Regions from separate parts of the Ovis aries genome. Here region 1 is linked to region 2. Evidence: chromatin contacts called from public Hi-C data. All regions are on one chromosome and are shown on one strand. The core of a region is the stretch at or near the end of the contact, and the rest is flanking DNA. Distances in the headings are between cores, read along the strand shown.

Evidence for each region. Hi-C and Micro-C count contacts between places; a contact is called where the count stands out from the background.
Region 1: a contact with region 2 is called in a Hi-C map of liver, with 6 times the contacts expected there. The contact joins two enhancer-like sites. A contact is called at or near these places in 9 of 16 Hi-C or Micro-C datasets (hypothalamus, liver, mesenteric adipose tissue and 5 more).

The regions. Positions count from the first base shown.
Region 1 is chr21:22,496,666-22,502,252 of ARS-UI_Ramb_v3.0, forward strand. The region is part of intron 12 of NAV2 (neuron navigator 2); the gene reads right to left. Among named protein-coding and RNA genes, the nearest start is that of DBX1, 200 kb to the left of the region's middle. Within about 2 kb of position 3,361, at least 5 of the 54 cell types and tissues checked have an H3K27ac peak or open chromatin away from gene starts, as enhancers often do. A contact at or near this core is called in liver, where this site is marked.
Region 2 is chr21:22,366,636-22,372,074 of ARS-UI_Ramb_v3.0, forward strand. It overlaps NAV2 (neuron navigator 2), which reads right to left. Exons shown (of 40, transcript XM_060403976.1): 32 at 3,859-3,954; 33 at 1,993-2,161. Among named protein-coding and RNA genes, the nearest start is that of DBX1, 67 kb to the left of the region's middle. Within about 2 kb of position 2,781, at least 3 of the 54 cell types and tissues checked have an H3K27ac peak or open chromatin away from gene starts, as enhancers often do. A contact at or near this core is called in liver, where this site is marked.

The DNA.
Region 1 (5,587 bases), core at 2,111-4,610, 130 kb after region 2:
ATCCTTCCAGAGGTGTCCATGTCAGGATTAAGCGGAAAGATCAAAACCTCTACTTCTTGGGGACATTGCTTATCAGGACCTGGGAATTCTGGAAGAGTTGTGATGACTTTCCAAGGCATGCACAGACTCATGATTTGTGGTCATATCCCAGGTAGGATCTATTAGCCTCGAGCCCTCACAGATGTTTCTACAAGCTGTGTTGCTCTTTGTCTCTAGACCACAGGTAAGCCGCCTCCTGACCCAGATGACTCATTCCTACTGATCACACTACATAGCCTGCTGGCAGACTGTACTGGTTAATTTTATGGGTCAACCTGGCTAGGCTGTGATACGTAGATACTTGGGGAAATATTAGCCTAGATACTGCTGTGAAGCTGCTTTTTAGAGGGGATCAACATTTAAACTAGTAAACTTTGAGTAGAGTAGATTATGCTCCAAAATATGGGTGGGCTTCATCTAATCCATTGAAAGTCAAAAGAGAATAAAAGACAGATGTTCCCAGAGAAGAGGAAATTCCGCCTCTAGGCTGTCTTTGGGCTTGAGATGCAACATCATTTTTCCCTCTGACAAACCCTAATACACAGACAGACTCTCACCCACTTAGCATGTATCTGGCTATCGTGCTCAAGAATAAGAAATGGTATTACCTCATCTTAATTAACATTCTAAGTAGGATAAAAGAGCAGGAAAGCAAATAGAGGCAATGATTCCAAAACCCCAAAAGGAACAACCGTTCCGTATGTGCCAAACACTTTTGAAACACTATCTCCTTTCCTATGTACACTGAAGAGGCAGCCTGTCGCTCAATAAGTGGGAAACAGGCTTAGAAAAGGAAGCCGATTCGCCAAGGTCACACAGCTGGCAAGCAAGGAATATGAAAGTCAGATCTTCTGACCACGAATCTAGAGTTTCTTCCATTCAACCATGTCTCCAGAGCAGCATGGTGAGAGGATCATGAGTTCCCAGCAAAATTTCAATTTCTTATCTTGATCTCAGTTCAGGCACATATGGTCTATTTTAGGGCCAAAATACTCCCAACCTCATCCAAATGGTTCTTTTCATCTTTACCTCAACTCGAACTTGGTGGCCTCCAACCTTGCCATCATAAATCTGTAGAACCACTCTGTAGCTGCTGGCCCTTGAAAAGTAGCTGGAAAGGGTGCTTTCGGTGCTCTAAAAGCTGAAGACAAAGATAAATACGACTGGGTTTTCTAGACAAGAGCCATGCAAAGGCTAAACAGGAAAAACAGAGGACCTTCAGTTCTACCTGTGACATAATCTCTCCATTCAAGGTACGCATGCAGATCTCCCTGGTGGCCCACTGTTCAAGAATCTGCCTGCCAATGCAGGATCGATACCTAGTCTGGAAAGATTCCACATACACAGGGCAGCTCGGTCCATGTGCCACAACTACAGAGCCCGCCCTCTGGAGCCCGTGAGCCGCAACTCCCGAGCCCACGTGCTGCAGCTGCTGAAGCCGGCTCACCGTGGAGCCTGTGCTCCGCAGCAAGAAAAGCCACCACAATGAGAAGCCCGTGGATCACAACTAGAGAGTAGCCCCTGCTCATCGCAACTGGAGAAAGTCCACGCACTGCAGGGAAGACGCAGCACGGCCAAAAGTAAGTAAACGAATGAACACATTTTAAAAAAAAAAAGGCATCTTTGCAAAACACAGAGTAGAGCAAGAGGTGCCTGCAGACTCTATCAGAGAAGGCAGTCCTGGAGAAGCAGAAAATACTCTGCTCGGAGAAACAGAGGAACCGAGATCTTAATGAAATGCCGGCACACGAAGGGAAAGAAGAGAAGGGCAGCCATCTGTTACAAATCTCGTTCATGCGCTTACAAGCAACCAAGTTAACAATTAGCCTCTTGGCTCTTCATTTTTATCAGTAAAATGAAAACCTCCTATAAAGTTCAGGGGTTATATATAGTACCTGGCACACAGAAGATGTGTGATATACACTAGCTCCTACTCCATCATCCATCGAGGGCTGCAGAGCTGGCATTTGTTTTCCCTGCATGTGTAAGCATCCTTTGGTAACTGTGAGCTCACAGTCCCTGCTTTATCCTGACGAAGGATCTATATCGATCAAAAGTGAGATCGCAAAAGAAGGCGTACCAAATGGTCAGCCTGAGAACTGATCCTGTCAGTCAGACACCCCAGAGCAAAGCCTGGGACAGAGGAGACCCCTGTTAAAAAACTTGTTGACTTGAAATAATTAAAAATGGAGTCTCTTTGCAGCACAGATTAATGGACACTTTCCCTTGGTTGGATAGGTGGGGCTGATCTGAGTAAGGCCAAAGCGGCTGCGTTGATGATGCTCACCAACAAAGAGCCCTGTGAAGGGCAGGAAGTCTGTTCCAACAGAAGGGAAGAAGGGAATGGGATATAGTACGTACTGTTACCCCGCACCAGGCCCTGAAATGGGTATTATACGTGCATCCTATCCCATTTAATCTGGGCAACACCATCACTATTACGAGAAGGGTTTGGAAGGGTCTAGCAGCAGTGCGCGTGTCACCTCATTCAATTGGTCACCGCAACTCCAGACGTTAATATTCTCATCTGTAGATGAGGGAAGCCCGTTCCCCAGAGAAGAAAGTGAGAACAGAAGAGGTCCCCTCGGGGCCTGCCCTATTGTCAGACCCCCCACATCGTGCCTCCCAATGTGAACATTTACCACCATCTGTCTTGGGTTAGACTTAACTGTTGAGCACAGGTCAGCCTCCCCCTTGGGCCCGGAGCTTCCTCCGGGCAAGAACTGGAAGGCTGTGGGAGTGGAGTTTTCCTAAAGTGCTGAAACACTCAGCCGGCCCTGGTCCGGGGGTGGCCTGCAGGCCTGAGACAGTCTAAGGGCAGTGAGCGGTGCCAAGAGGCAAGAGGGCAAGCTGGCAAAGGATGGACAGACATCAGCTATTTCAGACAGTGCAGCGCAGGCCGGAGCCTGGGAGCTGACCTTGACTCTCTGGCATCTCCATGCCCCCAGGTCAGGCAGAGTTTTAGAAGAGAGTCTCTCTGACTCCATGTGCCCATTCCTGGGGCCTTGGCCTTACCCAGAGCTGCGTCACCCCTCCCTGGACGCAGAGCTCCTGGCCTGAGCCCACCCCCGCCAGTCTTGAATCTCCAGCCAACCCACCCCCAAACAAGGCACCACCCTTACAGAACTACGCCCGGCACCCATATGTCTTCATGCCTTTGTTCTTGACCTCCGTCTGCCTGGCTGCTTGCTTATCCTTCAAGGCTCAGCTCACGGGTCCTGAAGGTGCTATCACTGCTGCTGGTGGGGGACACCAAACACAGTGCTGAGTGCTCTGTCCATGCAGCCGGCAGACTCTGGGCCAAGTTCACGGGCATGAACTCACTGAAGCCACACAAGAGCTCTGAGACGGGCCCGGGAGCGTGCTCCAGGGCACCAAGCCCAGAGCAGAGCAGCTAGGCTGGCCTTCACGCCATGGGTCCCAGCTCACAGCACACACTCATCTCCGCTCACTGTCCTCTTGGAAGGCGCTGCTTCCCTTCTCCGGAGCTCCCCCGTCCTGACACTGACCTGTCACCCGCCTGTTCTGTGAGCATCCTCGGGGATGCTCTGTGTCTCATTCGTTTCCCTCAGCCTTCCTGTCTTCGGCACGGTCTCCAGTACACAACAAACTCCATAAACACTTTTTAAATGGCATTTTACTGCCTTTTGCCTGGAGCCTCCCCAGAAGGCAGGCCCAGGAAGGGTTTCCAGGCCCAGGGGAGCCCATGCATGGGAGGATGTCGCTGAGGATGGGCGAGCAGGCGGTGGGCGGCCCCTCCAGAGGGTTTTCTTCTCCCCAGAGCACCCACTTTCATTCACTTCTCCCCTTCCTTCCCCGCAGGATTCTGTGGTCGGGGGTGGGAGTGGGAAGGGATCAAATCTCAAAGCAAGCTAGGAATTTCCCAAGCAGTCGGGACCCAGTTCCTGAGAAGACAAGGCACCCCTCTCCCCCCTCTCTTCCCCCTCTCTCTTCCCCATAAATTACTAGGCCAACATTTGCTCTTACGAGTAACGGTCTGAGCTGCCCATGTCAAAGTTGGACCACACTTCATTTCTCCACGGGGCTGTTCTCCAGGAAACCTTTTTTTGCATTCTGTTCTCTGCCTGCTAAATCTATCGTCACTGACACCAACAGTGGTGTGAGCAGGCTTGGGAAGCTGGAGAATTTCTCTACTTTCACCATGTCCTGAGCTCAACTGTTCTTTCTCCTCTGATTAAACTGCCTGCTCAGCTGCCTACAAGGGCTGAGTTATTGTCCACACTCAGTAAATCAAGCAAGTCTGCGGTGTGGGGAAGAAGACGTGCTCAAAAGCGATGCCGCCCCAGCCACTGGGGACAGACAACTCATCTTGGTAGCCAGAGCCACCAGTCCGCAGCACCGCCCGGGTCAGATGATGTCACAGCCAGGTGAGGAGAGCTGGCATGTGCTCAGCGACACTTCGGGAAATGAATCCTGCCCGCTGCACGACCCCCCGTGCTCGCTCACTCTGCCCAGGGAAACGGGTCACAGGGTTTGCCTATGAATTTTAACACCAAGGAAAATATCAGAAGGGGCCACGCATTCCTGGTTTCTGTGAATTCATGCACTGCTAAGACTTGTACAAATCACCAAGGGAAGTGAGGAAACACCAAGGGAAGTAGGGAAGAACAGAGAGGCTGAAAGACTGGGACCTGGCCCAGTTCCACCACTAACACAATGGGCTACCCTGGGCCCATGGATTCATGCTGGAGCACCATTTTTTTTTTTTTTTTTTGATATCACATGACTTGCAAAATCTCAGTTCCCTAACCAGGGATTGAACTTGTGCCCTTCCCACTGAAAGTAAAGAGTCCTAACCACTGGCCCTCCAGGGAGGTCCCTGGATTTTTGATGTGTGAGTGTTTATAAAAGGAATGCAGGGCATTAGGGACAAGTGGTTTGCCCAAGGCCCTACAGATCTGTCTAGAGAGCAGTCTCCACCCTTCCATGGTGGTTCAGCCTCCCGAATATCACTGAGACCTGACCAGTGTCCGACGGGAGACTTGGAACTTCCAAGCCTCCCAGGAACCCCAAAACCAAGATCACTTCAGAGGGATCAACCTGGAGAAGCACGAGCCCACCTTTTCGAGTCTCAGAGGCACCTGCCGCATCTGGCTGGACCCTATCATGCCCCTATCAGGACAGCCTCACCTAAAACTGTTTATCTTGGCTCCGTGCATTTTGGCCAAAAGGAGTGTTTTGGCGTCCTTTCCTATCAGTTTGCCAGGAACAACAGCCTGTCAAGGTGCCTTCAGGTCTGGCCTGCAAAGACCAAGAGAAACATTTAGCAGAGAAGAGCCCGGCTGTATCCTATGCTGACTTGATGAGAAACGCTTCCGTCATTTGTCCCATGATGGTCTCTGAAGGAAGAGAGGAACAGGGCACCTCCGCTCCCGTCCCCACAGAGTATGGCCTTGGCACTTTCTTTCCCTTGCACTGTCGATGTCCAGCTCGCTGGGATCGAGGGAGGCACAGGTTTGGAACAGATAGAGCCACGGAAAGGAAGACCACGTGGCCAGGGCATCAAGTTCAAGGGGCCTCAACCTGA
Region 2 (5,439 bases), core at 1,531-4,030:
GTCAGCATTTCCAGTGTTCACCTGCTCACCAGCGTGGATGAAAGGCAATTTAAGGTCATGGCGTATCAGGCTTTCCTTAAAGGGTTCTCAGGGTGGACAGCTGCTGTTAGGGTGTGCCTGGCAGCCCTCCCTCCTCTCCTTGCAGTGGGGCTCGTCTTTCTTGTAGGGAGTTCATTCCAGCTGTCCAAGCAGGGCTGACCAGCACCTGCATCTACCAAAGGTGGGGGTGTGTGACCAGGCTGAGCCAAAGCCTCTCCCTGGTCCCTGTGACTGGTTTGGTAATGTGATGAGTGATTCACAGTGGGCCAGAATCCCAGGTAGTGCTAGTGGTAAGGAATCTGCCTGCCAATGCAGGAGACATAAGAGATGCAGTTTCAATTACTGGGTTGGGAAGATCCCCTGGAGGAGGGCATGCCTACCCACTACAGTATTCTTGCCTGGAGAATCCCATGGACAGAGGAGCCTGGTGGGTTATAGTTCATGGGATTGAAAAGAGTTGGACATGACTAAGTGACTTAGCATGCACACACGGGCCAGAATCACCCCTAAGAATTTCCTGTTACACTTGTCCTCTTTTAAAAGCTTCCTAAGCTTAGAAGGATGAGTCAGGGCCATTGATCAGCCAGGTGCAGAAAACTCAATAAAAACCAGGTAAGCCTGGTCCTGATGGCATTGCTGGAACTCCTGGTTCCACCTGTGCTTGAAGTCCATGCCTGGATTTTCCAAGTACCTGAGCCTGTGTGTTTCCTTTTGGCTAAAGCCAGTTTTTGAGTAGGTTTCTGTCACCTGCAGCCCAAGGCCACAATTGTGGAATGAATGCTAACAAATAAGGCTGTGTATGTGGCTCAAACAGGAACCTGCTACTTGTCACCAGAGAAGCAAGACCTTCCTTCCTATTGAAGAAGAATGCTGGGTGCTTTTGGAAAACCTCCCAACCAGGAAACAAAGTTTGCATCAAACAGCCCCCAAACTACCGTCAAAATCAGTGCCTTCTGGGGAAGATATAAGATGCTGTGAAGCTTGAGCTTAGAACAGTGTTTAGCAATCTCTTCTTTAGGTGGTTCATAAAATACAGGAAAAAGGGGTTTTGCAGTCATATGCATTTGTATAAGATTGGATCATTCAGCCTTTTGAACAGTTAGAGAGTCAGGACATTAAAGTGTTAAGTGTTAGTCGTGTCCAACTCCTTGCAGCCCCATAGACTGTAGCCTACCAGGCTCTTCTATCCATGGAATTTTCCAGGCAATAATACTGGAGTGGATAGCCATTCCCTTCTCCAGGGGATCTTCCCAACCCAGGGATAGAACCTGGGTCTCCTCCATTGCAGGCGGATTCTTTACTGTCTCAGCCACCAGCAAAGCCCCAGGACATTAAAGGACAGAGGCTTTAGAGTACCCATATGCTCCTGTTCCCCACCCCCAAACTCAGATGGGAATAACAATTATTTGGCCATGAAATTTCTCCCCCTCCCCCCCCAGATACTCTGTGAGTCTGAAGTTCCAGAGAATACACTTTGGCCTGAGGTGTAGCCTCTTTGGGTGATGAGGCAATCAGCAGCTTGAGTAGCATCTTGCGTGGGCAGGAGCTTCAGCATTTCTTCGGGCTGTTCTGAGTGACTCCTCCCTGGCCACAGCGCCCTGTGGCCTCCCATCTGTAGAATGGGACCGCGTCCAAGGCTTGCCAGCAAGAGTAACTCACAGGTATCAGCAGAGCCCCATTTCAACATTAAGATTCCATTATGTCAGAGTCATAAGGCTAATGGGACCTCTTGTTATGTAATTTCAGCAATAAACTAAAATCGTTTGTTTCCAACGGTGGTTGAAAACACTGAAGACTGTTGCTTAGGTAAGTGTAACTGTGGTGGCAGGGGAAAAACAACATACAACCCACAATCACACACACAAATGAAATCCTGGCCACTGGTTCCTGTGCCAAGTCACAGAACAAAAAGTGCAACTCTGGAAGCTCCCCCTCTGCAAGTGGCCGGATTACCTTTGACTGCCACGGAGATGGTCGTGTTCTCCCCGACCAGGTAGCCGCAGGGAAGCAGCTCGGGGGTCTCGGAGGTGTTGCTGCGCTTGACGTCCCCGATGCTGTAGCCAAGGACGCTGTCTGAGTTCAGCCCCAGCTGACTCACTGGGTCAATGTGGACAATGTACTCCTGGAAAAAATCAAATAAAGACCCCGTCAAAGATGTGGGAAAAAAATCTGTGGAAGACCCACGTTTTCGTTGGGTGATTTATGATCATCTTCTCCTCTTCCCCAGCTGATGCCTGAGTTGAAACTGACCTGTGGAATGGCGGGGCAGAAGAGCTGACTTTCAATGGAGGGGGCGGTGTCCTCGCATCACAGGCCCCTTAAAGCACAGATTTATGTGGCTAGTGATGGGAGGGTGGCAAACCCTAAAAAGATGGTGAACGTGTAGTCTGGATAAACCAAGCAGGGAAGCTATGGTGCTTTTCCTATAAGTTCAGCTGAAGTTTTAAAGACACTGGGGCCTGTGAATGGGGCTGGAAAATGCATGAAGAAGTGCATGAAATGCATGAAAATTCTGATAAGAAATCTCTCCACCAGCCCCTTCTTTTGGCTCAGGTCAAGGGCCATACTAAATGACAAAGGGAACAAAACTCCGGGCTGCTAAAAAAAAAAGCAGCTCTAGAATTTTACATAAACAAACGCGTGTTTAATTTGGAAAGTGTTCCAGATTAGGTGAGTGAGTGAGAGGTTTTAGGTCAATGACCTTGGAACAAAGTCCGTGGGCTCTGTGGTAGCCAAACAACTGAGCTGGAATCCTGATAACAAGCTGCTACCTTTAATGGTCTCACTTCTCACCTGTGACACCTCCCTGGCTCTTTTCAGCCTGATCTGTGGTCATTTTAGTCCAAGGATGTCCCAACTGCCCATGAACAGAGACAAGGTTCGGGCCGGGGCAGCAGGCATGGTCTGCCCTAAGCCATTTCCGCCTTTTACCCCGTCTCACTTCTGCAGACTGGTCTGCTCAAAATGGGAAGCAAGCTTGAGTCCAAGGACAGAATTTTCTCTGTGCCACCTCAGTCTAGATGCTGGGAAACTAGAGCATACTAGGTTAAAAGTCAGATTTCGAAATCAGACCAACAATCAGACCAATATGGTCTCTGACACACAAAAAATGTGGGCTATTATTAATACTTGGGGATGTGATGAATGAACACTCTGGTCATTGACGTACTTTAGGGCAATAGACCAAAAAATGTACTAAAAGCTTCTTTCAAATCACCAACACACCAAGGTTCACCTAGATGCTCATTAGTTATTTCTCCTGTGGCAAACACCCACTCCAATGATGTGATTAGAACGAACAGAAAAGTAACTGTGCCAACATCCTTGACACTAGCCGTGGGTCAGAGGTCAATGTCACACATAGCACAAATCACACTCTGAAATGTTGGCACAGGACACTGGGCGAGGTGGATTAGATCCCCTCACCAAAATGAGGGGTGGAAATGGGATGTCTTGGCCCCGGACTCAGGACACACAGTTCAAGACACACCCAACAGGACAGTCTAAGGTGAAGACAGAATGTGGCCATTAGCAGTTCACTTTGAGAGGCTCGTGCAATGGTTCCAGGCTGGGGAAATGCCCCTCGCTGGCTGGCCAGCCTCTGCAAAGGGCAGGCATTCTCGTCTGTTGGTCCTGTCACCAGTCTGTACTTAGCATCCTCCTTCTGTTCCCTTGACAACCAGGCATAAGTCCCAGCAACGGAAGAATGTGGGAGAAGGGACACAGGCCAAAAAATGACCAGGTTCAGGGAACAAACCACCCTTTCTTATCCCGAGGCCCAGGCCCCCACTTGGGTGGCTGTCTCCACGAAGCACTTACTTTGAAGAGCCGTCTAACCACCCCATCAAGCACGTCCCACTTCGTCTTGCCACTAACTCCAATGCAGCCGATGAGGAAGAGGTGCGGTCTGGAATCCTAAGGGTGAGATGTCCACAGGTGAAAAACAGGTGGATCCTTTCTGACTCAGGTTAGCAGAGGACTTGGATTGTCTTAGAACTCCACCAGTGGCTTGAGAGGGGCTCACAAGTCCTGTTTGCTTTAACACCAGATATAACTTGGACTAAATGCAACTGTCTTAAACACTTTCCTGCTCTATCACAACCCATGGGTCAGGAAGAGAGGGTCTCCTTTCTAGAATCTAGAACCTTTTACTGAAGGTGTACCTCATATGGATGTAGATCACATATCCCCTGTGGGGAATGCTCTCCTCTCTCCTTTCTGCCATCTCTCCCTTTCCAAACTTTGCTTATGAACTCACCTCTTCCAGGAAGCCTTCAATGATTAACCCACCAGGCTCACCACTCACACTGCTTCAATAGTTCTGTGTACAACTTATATGATGATATATTTTGTACTTGTTTATTTTGAGGTATTTGCCTTATTTGTCTGTCAAGTTTGTCTCCTTGTTAAATCTTAAATTCCTTTGGGATCTTTTTCTTTTCTTCTGGTTTTTTTTAATAATATTGATTTCTTTCCTTCTAGTTAAAATTTTAAACATGCTCAATTCTGAAAACCAGTAAGACTCCCAGAAGTTCACACACACAAAAAATCTTTTTCTACTTCTTTTGCCTTCCTGCCCACAGAGCTCTGCATAGTAGGGGCTAACTGATCACACTGACTAAAGGAAACTAGTAGAACATTCCATTCTGTTTGGTTTTAAAATATCTGACATGCTGATAAGAATATAATAATTAGGAGGGTAGAGAGAAGAGGGGAGAGCTGGGGATATATTTGCCAGCTGAGCAACATCAGCAGAGAAGAAAGCACCTGTCTTGCAGTGAGATGATCTGGCCCCACCACTTCCCTTACAGCCTTAGGTAAGTGATGCTGGGGTCCTGGGTTTCTCAACTGTAAAAGGGAGATGATAAAATCTGGGCAGCCAACCTCATCAAGATGTGGTGACCCAGAACAACACCATTTTGAAAAGGGACAAAGTTTTATAAGGTGTTAGATCTATCTGTGTGTGTTGATGATCATTAGAATAAAAGGCATTCACAGGTATCATACGTTATAAGAATGACTTCTACCTGGGTAATCTATCACTCTACCAGCCGAGCTCTGAAAATGGAGTTGTTTATTGGATCTTTCTAAACTAGATGATGCTCAGACCCCCTAGCAGCCCCCCTCTTCAGTGAGACTAGAGGGCCAGCCACACGTGGAATCCTCTGGCAGAGAAGTCTGGCTAGAGACGCTGTGTTCTGATGGCCGCTTTGGGCTCCCAAGATCTCAGAGCTTTTAATAGCATGTTGGCTAAAACACTCAGAAATAATAAGCAAGCAAAAACTTCAAGGGACTTGCATTAGAGGCTCATGAGGCCTCTCACTTATGTGAGAGGTGGTCATTCCCAGCATCATTTGGATTTAACCAATGACTAAAAATCAACTTTGATTATCAACCCCT